Regions from separate parts of the Sus scrofa genome. Here regions 1, 2 and 3 are each linked to region 4. The links are chromatin contacts, called in public Hi-C and promoter capture Hi-C maps. All regions are on one chromosome and are shown on one strand. Each heading gives the region's core, a stretch centred on a gene start, on an enhancer-like site or on the middle of the called end of the contact. The rest is flanking DNA. Distances are from core to core; before and after follow the strand shown.

Region 1 (2,700 bases), core at 113-2,612, 83 kb after region 4:
TGTAGTTTTCTAAGGTACTTCCATACTGATCTCCAAAGTGGTTGTACCAGCTTACATTCCCACCAACAGTGCAGGAGGGTTCCCTTTTCTCCACACCCCCTCCAGCATTTCTTATTTGTGGACTTATGAATGATGGCCATTCTGACTGGTGTGAGGTGGTTCCTCATGGTAGTTTTGATGTGCATTTCTCTAATAATCAGGGCTGTTGAGCATTTTTTCATGTGTTTGTTGGCCAGCTGCAACTGCCAACCTACGCCACAACCACAGCAACACCAGATCTGAGCCACATGCATGGAAGTTGAGAGCACTGGACATTGAGAGCCTTTGGACATTGGTCTCCTGGGGCTCAGTTTCCAAGCAACAAGAACAAGGCTCAAGGACTTTAAGTTCTTGTCTAGCTGGGAAGCGTATTTGGATGGGTTCTTACCAGGATTTCTGGAGTTTGTAGGGAGTCTCAGCTTGGTTAGATCCTCAATGTTCATGCGGTCTTCTGGCATGCCTGTCCTTTCGATGCTTGATTCTTGTTATCAACGTAACATCTGGAGTTCCCTTTGTAGTTCAGCGGGTTAAGAACCAGATTAGTATCCATGAGGAGGTGGGTTCGATCCCTGGCCTGACTCAGTGGGTTAAGGATCCGGCATTGCAGTAAGCTGAGGCATAGGTCGTAGATGTGGCTCAGATCTGGTGTTGCTGTGGCTGTGACGCAGGTTGGCAGCTGCAGCTCCGATTCAACCCCTAGCCTGGGAACTTCCCTAAACAGCAGGTGCAGCCCTAAAAAAGAAAAACAAATAATAAATAACGTCTTATTCATGTATTTTTCTGTGCATTCTCCTGTTCTCTCCCTAATGAAATCTCTTTTGAGGGATAGAAAGGAAGCCTAAATCATATGGGTCCCACCTCCCATCATCCAGCATATAATTATCTTCTGTAAAACTAGGTTGGTTGATTATTCAGTCTACCATCCAAGTTGGTTGCCAAAGATCCTTCTGTTATTTTTCTTGGTGGGCACAAGTTTCGTGACACTTGTAGAGGCAAACTTTGCCTTTCAACTTTTAACTTCCATTGATTTTTCCACTGTGTGTGCCAAAACCCTAAATTGATTCCAGTTGCTTAAAAGAGATGTCTATTTTCCTTCTGCACATTTTAGGGGGAAAAAAAAACTTGAATGTATTTCCCCTAGACTAAACCAAAATCAGATAGTTTTTCCAGGAATGTATGAATGAACAACAAAGTGGTTCCTTTGGAAGCCGGCGTGCCATCTTATCAGATTTCAGAGAAGTCAAGCAACCCCATATTTCACATGACTCCAGGTTAAAAAAAAAATACTGAGTCGGCAACAGGAAAGGGGAAATAAATCCAAAAGCCCTCTTGTGCAGACTTGTGGTATAAAAACTGAACAATGTGATGTAGAAGCAATATGGTAAATTATATTAGGGAGTATGAATTGCCTTTTAGACAAAAGAATATTCATGACATTGTTGCTGTTTAAAGATAGAATCATTCTTTCTTGATCATAGGCTCACAAAATCTTGGATCTGTTAAAGACTTTAGAGAATTAAATTATGCTCCACACAAGGCCAAGACGATGACTCCTTTAGGGCAAGGATCATATTTCTGCTTCCTCTTCAAAACATCCACAGTGCTGAGTCAAGAGCTGTGCACTCAGTTCCCTTAAATAACAGTTGATGGTGTGGATGCTGCCGACTCGCAGCTGTAGGGGGTAAAGGAAACCCTTGCCTTCCCTTTCTAGATGGGTCTTTCTTGTCGATAACAGCCCATTCTGAGCCATAGAGCTATTATGATAAAGGGGATTATGTCTTTGGGATTTTGCCTGTGCCACTCATTTTGGATGTCCTTTGAAGAGCTACTCTGGTGTTTTGTTGCCTGATGAGCATTGGCCAGCTGCCCTAATGTCTGGTGGCCCCACTTCACAGAGAACCTGCACGTTCACCATTCAGAAAAGGTTGCGGGGGCCTTCACTTTGTATCACCGCAGTCCAGTCAGTGACAGTGATTCCGGATCAATACTCCTCTCGGAGTTGTCAAGGAATTCCCACCAGCTGTCACATAAGGGTAATTAACACATCTCTCTCCATCAGGCATGCTGGCGGAAGAATTTCAAACATTTGGCTGGTGAACCGATCCATCCCTTCCGTTAGAGAAAGGTCATCCCTCTGGCCATCTGGATATTTACTTTTCTTTAGAAATGAACTTCATGGAATTTTCTGTTGGGAGGGGGAATGATGAGGACAAAGGGAATTTCCTAGTACAAATCATCTCCCGTTGAACCCTGGCCATGCCCACGTACTAACGAACACATCTTAAATTTTACATCCAGCCCTTATTTTGTTTATTCCACTGTCTATTAACATACATCACACTGAATCTGCAAACTGTTGGGGCAAAGCTGCTGAGATGACCCTGACACACGACTGCTGCTCTCTGTCACAGACTTCATATGTCTTTTATGGTCTATGTGCTCATAAAACATACCAGCAACCACTCTGGGGGAAGTTGGAAAGAACAGGCACTGGGAGGAATGCAAGGATGGATAAATCCCTACCCTCAAGAGGGCTCCAGGCTCGCAGGAGTGATACACAGGGGACTGTGATACCACGACTGTAAACCTTACCTGCCAGCAAGATAGGAAAGCAAAGCCCTGTGGGAGGATAGGAAGGCTCGGTGAGAAAAAGACATCTGA
Region 2 (2,700 bases), core at 86-2,585, 110 kb before region 4:
TTTTCTGTATGTTCATCATACATTAATCAAGCATTTAAAAAAAATTTTAAGATCCTGGAGTTCCCATTGTGATTGTAGTTTGAGGACCCAGTGTTATCTCTCGAGGATGCGGGTTCAATCCCTAACTTTGGCCGGTGGGTTCCAGCATTGTGGTGTAGGTTGCAGATGTGGTTTGGATATGGTGTGGCTGTGGCTGTGGCATAGGCCTATAGCTGCAGGTCTGATTCAACCCCTAAGCCAGGAACGTCCATATGCCACAGGTGCCGCTGTGAAAAAAAAAAAAAGAGAGAGAGAAAAGAAAGAGGGAGGTAGGGAGGAAGGAAGAAAGGAAACTTAAGAACAATAAAATGAAGACCCCACCAGTTCATGAAGTGGGACCTCAGGGACTCACTCCAGAGAGTATAAAAATGTTTGTGTTTCCTGGACGCTGATGGGCTTGGGATAAACCTGCTCAGTTTGTCCGATTCCTTCCCCAGCAACACGGACTTTGTGTCTTGGGTAGGCAAGGCTCACTCTGATAAATGTCACCAGCAGTCAGCTTTTTAAAACTTGAAGTCTTGTTTCCAGCACACAGCTCTAAGCCTTTGACATAATTGGGAGGAAGATGGAAGCTAGGTAACCCTGGAAAGTTTGTCTAGGGGTTTGAATGCTGAGGGCTACAGGGTGGAGGCGGAAGCTGTCCCTGGCAGCTCTGTTGTTGAGAAATGAGTGCCCTCCCCAACGCCCCCTGCCCCACGCCGTCCTGGGGGAGAAGATCCCCGCAGTCTATTTCTGTAACAAGAGCAAATAGTAACAAAGGCTTGTACTCAGAGAGCCGAGAGGGAACTCAAAGTTCACCTCAGTAAACCCCTCCTTTGGAAAATAAAAAGCGCCAGGACTCAACGCGACTGTGCGGTCCAGCCCCGTGGCTGAGGAATCAAAGGCCCAGGGGCAGGAGTAGAGCCCTTACTCCGAAGCTGGCTGGGTCTCTCCCTCTCCTCCCTTCAGTAACGTCCTCAGTCTCCCCTGAGCCTCAGGTCCCGCATCCACAAAACAGGAGTGATCCCCTCCCCGCCGCCCTGCTTCTTAGGGTTCCTGCACGTTCAAGTACATTGCTCGGTGGTGGCAGGTGTCTTTCTAGTTTGGGAAGGCACTTGTTATTTTCTTATCCCCCTCCCCCTCTTATCGTTTTGATTTAACCGAAGCGCCGAGAGGCCCGTGATTTCCTTTTCTCAGACCTACTCTGGTTGCAGTCTGGTGTTGCATAACCGGCTGGCTGAGGATACTGGTCCCCTTGGGAGCGGTGGCGTGGCTTCCAGACGCTCCGGCGCAGGCGGGCGCTCCGCCCAGCAGGGGGCAGCAGAGCACAGCCGGGCTCCCCCGCAGCCCTGCTTTGCGCGCGCTGGCAGCGATGTTCCCCTTTGCTAGAGGCCAAGGGAACTCTCTTTGCAGCGTGCTCTTTTCAGGGGAGCATTTTTCCTGTCTCACTCCCGTGAGGACACAGTGTTTTGGCAATTTTTTTTTTTAAGTTTCTGCTTTCTTTGGTTCAGTTTTGTTTGAGGGGTAATCCCTACTTTTATTAGACATCTTCCTCCCGGGCATCAGGCCCCATGCAGGGCACCTAATAGTCACAGTCATAGTTATTGCTGATTTAGAGACGAAAATTGTGTAATTCGGCTAAGTTTAGTAGCGTGTAAGAGGCAAAGACTCCTCTAAACCAAGGAATACAGCCGGGATGAAGGGAAGGGGGACACTTGACTGTGTCTGCCTCCCTTTTGTCCAAACGTAGTCGTCATTTCTTAAGGACTTGAAGTAAGCTAGGTGCTTTTATAAATGCAGAGAAGCAAGAATATAGAAAGTCTTTTCCTTAATTTTGTACAGTTGTTTTTTGTTTTTTTTTTTTCCTGCTCTGAGCAGCTGATTTGGAAGGAGGTGGGGCTTGTCTGGAAGTCAACTCTCAGGCCCCACCCCAGATCTGCTGGATCAGAACCTGAAGCTTTGGAAGCGCCCTCGGGTGAAATCTGTGCACTTTGCAGTGTGAGAAGCAAGGCCCTGGAGGCCAGCCAGTAGCTGCCTTCAAATATTTGAAGGGCCAATATTTGAAAAAGAGAGCATATTTGTTTTGTTTTGCTCTCAAAGGTAGGTTTAGGTTTAATTAATGAAAGCCGCAGGAGAAGTTTCCCAGATCCTTGAAGAGCAGAGGATTTGGAGTTGGCCCTTATCCCAAACCTTACTCGCTTCCTACTAGTTACCCGGCTGAATTGACACCGGAGGAGCCCAGCTAAACCACTTCTCTCTGATTCTTGTTATCTGTGAAATGGGGGTGTTGCTGTCTAAACAACTAAAGCTGTTTTTCTATGAATGAGATCATGCATTTGCAAATGATTTGTATATTGGAAAATACTGCACAGGTGTCCATTGTAACTTGTCACCACTTGCAGTGTCTAAGAGGGAGTGCGTGGGGAGGAGAGCTCAGCATGGATTGATGGGCAGTAGGAATAGACGCAAGGAACTGTGTTGGGGGCTCTAAGGAACTCCGTTTGGGGGCTGAGGTGATGAAAAGCTAGATGGGGGGGGGGGGCAATGGCAAAATTAAGACTAGAATCCCGAAGCTGACTCCTTCCGTGTTGATTGTGTCCTGAGGAAGACGGGTCCCACCCCGCCAAGTCCACACCCTTCAACCTCTGGGATCTTTAGACCTGGTCCTAGGTGGCATCTGGT
Region 3 (2,700 bases), core at 143-2,642, 110 kb after region 4:
ATATTTGTAGGTACTGTGTGCCTTTGTCACTGCTGCATTGATTTTGTGACGTAGGAAACCAAACCAACTTTTAATGGCCCATTGAAAAGTTCAGACTTTTCCATCCAACCTTTCAGGAAAGAAAGATTAGATCTAGACATAGTTAAACTAGAGCAAGAACTAGCTGGTCTAAATGAAAACTGCCTGTGCATTTTGGGATTGTACATGCTAGTGATGGAACATAGAAATATACTGGTAAGTCGGAGCGAAACAAAATACCAAGCAGTCCCCACTTTTTGAGAATGTATAAGCTTGGTCAGCCGAAACACCAGTGATAAGCAAGGTTTTTCTTTCTGCCTCTCCCTTTGAAAGACACGTAGGAGAAATCAAAGGTCATGAGCCAGCATTCCATAAGTCTTATTACCACCTTCGTGTTAAAACATTCAGTAGTTTGGAATGAGTAGTTAGAGTGAAATTATTTTCTTTTCTGAGAACACGTTCACAGGAATAAACATTTAACCTGGCCCTTCTAGTTAGGTTTCTAGGATGTTTTGCAGGTGTTTGTATGATTTGGGGAAGAGAGGATCTCCACAGATTTCATTTTTACTAAACAAAAACAGAGAAGTTCAGTGAGTTTTCAAAGTTCAGCACTGATTTATGCAACTAGCACAAAGAGTCTTGCATGGAAAGAATAAGTTTTGCTCAAATGACGCTTGCGGGTGACTTTTTAAAGTTTTATTCTAAGAAATCTTTGTCCTGTGTTATTTTCCTTTAACAGCCCACTTTTCCTGTAGGTCCCGCAATAGGGACAAATACGGCGATTAGCTTTGCTCCTTACTTAGCACCTGTAACCCCTGGAGTTGGGTTAGTCCCAACGGAAATTCTACCCACCACACCTGTCATTGTTCCCGGAAGTCCACCTGTCACTGTCCCGGGCTCAACTGCAACTCAGAAACTTCTCAGGACTGACAAACTGGAGGTACTTCAATTATTTTTGTGCTCTGAGATGTCTTTGCGGTCGAAGTATAGTTCTTTGTGAGAGAATGTTTGCAAGATATTCAGTCTTAGGAAACAGCCATCCACACACATCCACCGCAAATGAATCATGCATTCCTAATTCTGTCCTTTGACTGTAAGGCCAAGTATAAAGTAGCCTGAAAAGGGAAAAGAATTCATTTAATACAAACACAAATCTGTTGTGTGGACTGTGTGTTGAGGGGCAAAATGTGTAACAACACATGGAACACTGAATCAGTCACAACGCGGGCGTGGAGTGGCGCCCGAAGGCCTCCAGCTGTGCCAGACATTCACCTTTGCTGGATCCGAAAGGTCTGGGAACAGCAGGTTCGTAGGCCGGCAGCCAGGGCCAGGGAGACGCCCAGAGATGGGGTGGGAGGAAGCAGGTCTGTGACTACTGACCCAGTGCTGTGGTCCTATTGCAGAAGGTTGAGACCTAGTCGTGTTCTGGTTTGTCAGCCCAGGTTGTATGCAGGTGAGCAAGGGGAGCTGGAGGCTGGGAATTTTTCCTTATTGATTTGAGGTACTTTAACTTAAATTCAAGTATTTTTACAAGAGTCAGGGAAACAAATTCACATATTTGTAAAACATAATTCTTAAGCCATGTGTCAGACCAACTCACCTATACTATACTGGGTAAGATTTCTCTTTAATCAGGGGAGTCATCCATTTATCTTAACTACTGTATCTGATGATATTTAATAGAGTGTTTCATATGGGTGTCTAAAGAGCCTGATAGATTTTTCAAAGAGCTTGATTCCAGTTGTTAGGTGGTATATATGTATGCCACTGCTTTATGTTAGATCATTCTAGAATGTTCGTTCAATGTGCATTCGTTTAAATATTTACCCAGTAAATCTTGAAAACCATAAAACCGTTGCTCAATGTTAGGTTCAATCTGGAGTATATGGATCCCACAACGAAAAGACTATCAACTCCCATTTCTACTGTTTTGATCAAGCCCATCTCCGTGAATACGGAGCCCTCTCATGGGGCTGGAAAAGAGTTTGGAGCTCCACCTGGTGGACCCATAAAGCTTTCATGTTCAGTACGTGACTGCGTCGTTTAGAAAGCAAATTAAATCCGCAGAGTTGGGAACAAGTTGTCCTTCCCAGCAGGACTGGTAGACAATGACATATGTAAAAATGATTCACAAGGACTTTAGCAAAGCAGCTTGCTATTCATTCAAACCAGGAATGAAGCTGGCTGCACACAGAGCCCCAGGTGAATGACTGAGAGCTGGTCTACGCTCATGCAGTCTCAGCCTGAAGTCACTCCACGCATAGGGGGAGGCTTGCTCAGAATCTGTGGGAACATCTTAGTAACTTTTATTTTGTACATTTCATGAGCTAAAGATGGAATGTGGGATAACGCTCCAAAGTTAGAAGGAAGCAATGAATAATTTTGTGATTGATCCTTTAAACTCGCTTGGCCCCTGGTCAGTGAAACTCTATTTCCCGAGTACGTTTGACTCTCACAAGGCTTGAGTCATGTCAGTGACCCTTCCTATGATGTCGCAAAGGATCAAGATATGAACCACCACGTTAAGCACATCGACTTTGGGGGTGGAGCCTGGGAAGAACATCACTTACAATTTTACTAGCAGTTCTTCCCTGACAATGATATTTATAAATATATGTATTATGTGTTTGTTATTTGTGTCGTTCATGTTATCAATATTAAGCGCAAGATTAAGAATACCCG
Region 4 (2,700 bases), core at 196-2,695:
GAGGGCCCAGATTATGAAGAACCTTGAACACCAGTACTTTGGGATTTATGGAGAGAAGAACTGAATATGGAAGGAACGTGATACTACCTGATTTTGGAAAACCTGTCTAGCAACAGGGGAGCTTGAGCGTGGGGAGGCTTGAGTCCCAGAAGGTAGCTTATTAGCATTTGTATTAGCTGGGCAATAGGTCAGAGTTGTAACTAGCTAGAAGGAAAAAATATTCAACCAGATCTAGTTTCACTGAATGAAAATAGAAAAATGAGTCAAAGAAGACTAAAATTTCAGGACTGAAATTTAAGGGAAAGGTAGTTTCAAAGTCAGCATCAGAGGGGGGATCAGGAAGAGGATATTCATAAACCTGTGATATCCTACTTACATGCAGGGTAATAGAAAGAATATTTAAAAATAATTTTTACCAGTTCCAGCATGGAGATCGTTTAAATTTCCAGAAAAATTATGGTAGATGAAAGCCTGCCAGTTATACATGTGATGGATTTACATTGGGATGAAAAGAGCATTATAAGATTTGGGAGGAATGAAGTATGGTATTCTATTGGAGAAATACCCTCCAAATCATATGAAACATTGTGATTTTAAAATGCATTTGTGGAGTTCCTGTCGTGGTGCAGTGGTTAACGAATCCGACTAGGAACCATGAGGTTGCGGGTTCGATCCCTGGCCTTGCTCAGTGGGTTGAGGATCTGGCGTTGTCGTGAGCTGTGGTGTAGGTCGCAGACGCAGCTCAGATCCTGTGTTGCTGTGGCTATGGTGCAGGCCAGCAGCTGTAGCTCCTATTCGACCCTAGCCTGGGAACCTGCATATGCTGCAGGTGTGGCCCTAAGAAGCCAAAAAAAAAAAAAAAAAAGAAGAAGAAGAAGAAAAAAAAATGCAATTTGGCAGGGAACTATACTCAATGTTACATAATAACCTATAAGGCAAAAAATCTGAAAAAGTATAGATGGATATATATATGTATAACTGAATCCTTTTGCTTTCACTGAAACTAACACAACACTGTAAATCAACTATAATATAAATAAATAGCAATTGGCAAAATCAAAGGAAATCATGAATCCCACACCAACGGTTACTTCATTACAGGTGCACTGGACAGTTGCTTATAAACAATAGGGTGTGGGTTCAACCTTTCAGGGCTTTGTTCGTGCCTTGGTCTAGCCAGGTACCATGAGATAATTTTTTAAATTCAAAATGTTGTGTTTAGTGGAAGGAAAGCATATGTGTTTTGTGTTTTCTAAATGCCATTTTTTTTTTTCAAAATAGAGTACAGTTGACTGGGAAAAAATAAATAACCCTTAGTAACCTTTGCATTTCTGTGCTCCTGCTGTATCTCAGGGAACTTCAGCACCTTCAAAGCATCCTTTGTGGAGCCACACCTGATGGCGCCCCTTGGATCACGTGTCATGCGTGCTCAGCAGTAAACATCTTGCCGTAATCGTCGCTTCCTTAAGGACAATGTGGACCAGTGCACAGTATTTCTCAAGTGGTACCTAAGAATCTTAGGGTCAGGTTAAGGCACACCTTATCCTCTCAGAGAAGCCTGCCAAGAGCACAAAAGGCTCAAGTATCGATATCCATTTTATTGTTCAGAATTCCCTAATTGAAGGCCCCGGGAGTCTGAAAACTTGGACGAAAGATATACGGGCTGCAGTAACAGATGTCCTAGAGGAAAACTGTGCAACGGATAAGGGCATGTTTTGACTTCGAATAGGCACTTGGGCCAACGCGTTCTTCCTCACTAACGGAAGGTGTATGGATTTCCACGGCAGGCACCGAATTGTTTCTCCTTTCGGAAAAAAATATATGCTTTGTCCAATGGGATAATGACTTCAGTTTCCAGCACAACCCGGATTTCTTTGGATCCTGCGGAGTTCTGCCTTTCCCAAAGTATTTCCAGGGCAGCCGCAAGCCCTGGCTGTCTTCAAGGCTGTTCTCTGGAGCTGCCCCTCTCTCTGCTCTGCCAATTATGTGCCACTTTGTCTTGGTGCCCTGACTGCTTTCTTCTGAGAGGGAAATTCCTCTTTCATCAGTATGGATGCACTGTTTTCACACACTGCAAGTGCTGTGTTGCTGTGTCAGTCATCCTATGAGGGCCAGTTTCAGACGAGTAGGGCTGACGAGCTGGCTGGGGATTGGCTGCCCACGGCGGGGCGGGGTTTGTCGGAAGGAAGGGCTGCAGCTTACAGCAACAGAGTTTAGACTGTCTTTGCTTCATCATCTGAAGGCAAAATTTTCCAGATACGGCAGACGGGTCTCAGAGTACAATACACAGGGAATGAGAACTATTTACATGGAAATTTCTTCCTCATGATGCAGCGGAGAAGCCTCGGCCGACTGATTCTGCCAGATGTTCCTGGGGTCACTGTAAAGGGAAAGGAGAGGCAGAGCTAAACAAGGTAAGGGAATCACCCCCCCACCCCCTTCTTCTTCTTCTGTTTTTTTTTTTTTTTTTTTTTCCCCCTGAATGTTTAAAGAGTTTGCTGCAGTATGCTGCATTCCGTGTGTGTTGCTTAGGGAAGCCGGGGAAACCGGATTCCACTAATTCAAATGTAATACTTGCGGGGGGACCCTGGAGTTTTACGTAACATTTTGATTTGAGAAAAAGGAATGGCAAAGCGTGAATCTGTGCCGCCTGTTTGGGGTGAGGCAGAAAACGAGTTTTTTCTTCAAAGAATAGATCCA

What was found. Promoter capture Hi-C pulls out the DNA fragments that hold promoters and counts their contacts. A called contact is a pair of places that touch in the nucleus more often than the background predicts.
Region 1: a contact with region 4 is called in a Hi-C map of skeletal muscle, with 5 times the contacts expected there. The contact joins the enhancer-like site here to the promoter of MBNL2 in region 4. A contact is called at or near these places in 1 of 5 promoter capture datasets (liver), 7 of 47 Hi-C or Micro-C datasets (embryonic fibroblasts, fetal skeletal muscle, liver and 2 more) and 1 of 2 datasets of contacts at active chromatin or transcription factors (skeletal muscle).
Region 2: a contact with region 4 is called in a promoter capture Hi-C map of liver, with 5 times the contacts expected there. The contact joins the enhancer-like site here to the promoter of MBNL2 in region 4. A contact is called at or near these places in 3 of 5 promoter capture datasets (fetal skeletal muscle and liver), 21 of 47 Hi-C or Micro-C datasets (adipocytes, alveolar macrophages, brain and 13 more) and 1 of 2 datasets of contacts at active chromatin or transcription factors (skeletal muscle).
Region 3: a Hi-C map of embryonic fibroblasts shows a contact between it and region 4, with 4 times the contacts expected there. The contact joins the enhancer-like site here to the promoter of MBNL2 in region 4. A contact is called at or near these places in 4 of 5 promoter capture datasets (fetal liver, liver and skeletal muscle), 22 of 47 Hi-C or Micro-C datasets (adipose tissue, alveolar macrophages, brain and 12 more) and 2 of 2 datasets of contacts at active chromatin or transcription factors (alveolar macrophages and skeletal muscle).

What each region holds. Positions count from the first base shown.
Region 1 is chr11:66,563,274-66,565,973 of Sscrofa11.1, forward strand. The region is part of intron 2 of MBNL2 (muscleblind-like protein 2); the gene reads left to right. Among named protein-coding and RNA genes, the nearest start is that of MBNL2, 83 kb to the left of the region's middle. Within about 2 kb of position 1,363, at least 17 of the 83 cell types and tissues checked have an H3K27ac peak or open chromatin away from gene starts, as enhancers often do. A contact at or near this core is called in embryonic fibroblasts, liver and skeletal muscle, where this site is marked.
Region 2 is chr11:66,371,191-66,373,890 of Sscrofa11.1, forward strand. No RefSeq gene overlaps it. Among named protein-coding and RNA genes, the nearest start is that of OXGR1, 77 kb to the left of the region's middle. Within about 2 kb of position 1,336, at least 15 of the 83 cell types and tissues checked have an H3K27ac peak or open chromatin away from gene starts, as enhancers often do. A contact at or near this core is called in fetal liver, liver and retroperitoneal adipose tissue, where this site is marked.
Region 3 is chr11:66,594,134-66,596,833 of Sscrofa11.1, forward strand. MBNL2 (muscleblind-like protein 2) reads left to right here. Exons shown (of 10, transcript XM_021065800.1): 4 at 758-958. Among named protein-coding and RNA genes, the nearest start is that of RAP2A, 84 kb to the right of the region's middle. Within about 2 kb of position 1,393, at least 17 of the 83 cell types and tissues checked have an H3K27ac peak or open chromatin away from gene starts, as enhancers often do. A contact at or near this core is called in adipose tissue, embryonic fibroblasts, fetal liver and 1 more, where this site is marked.
Region 4 is chr11:66,480,478-66,483,177 of Sscrofa11.1, forward strand. It overlaps MBNL2 (muscleblind-like protein 2), which reads left to right and starts at 1,446. Exons shown (of 10, transcript XM_021065800.1): 1 at 1,446-2,414.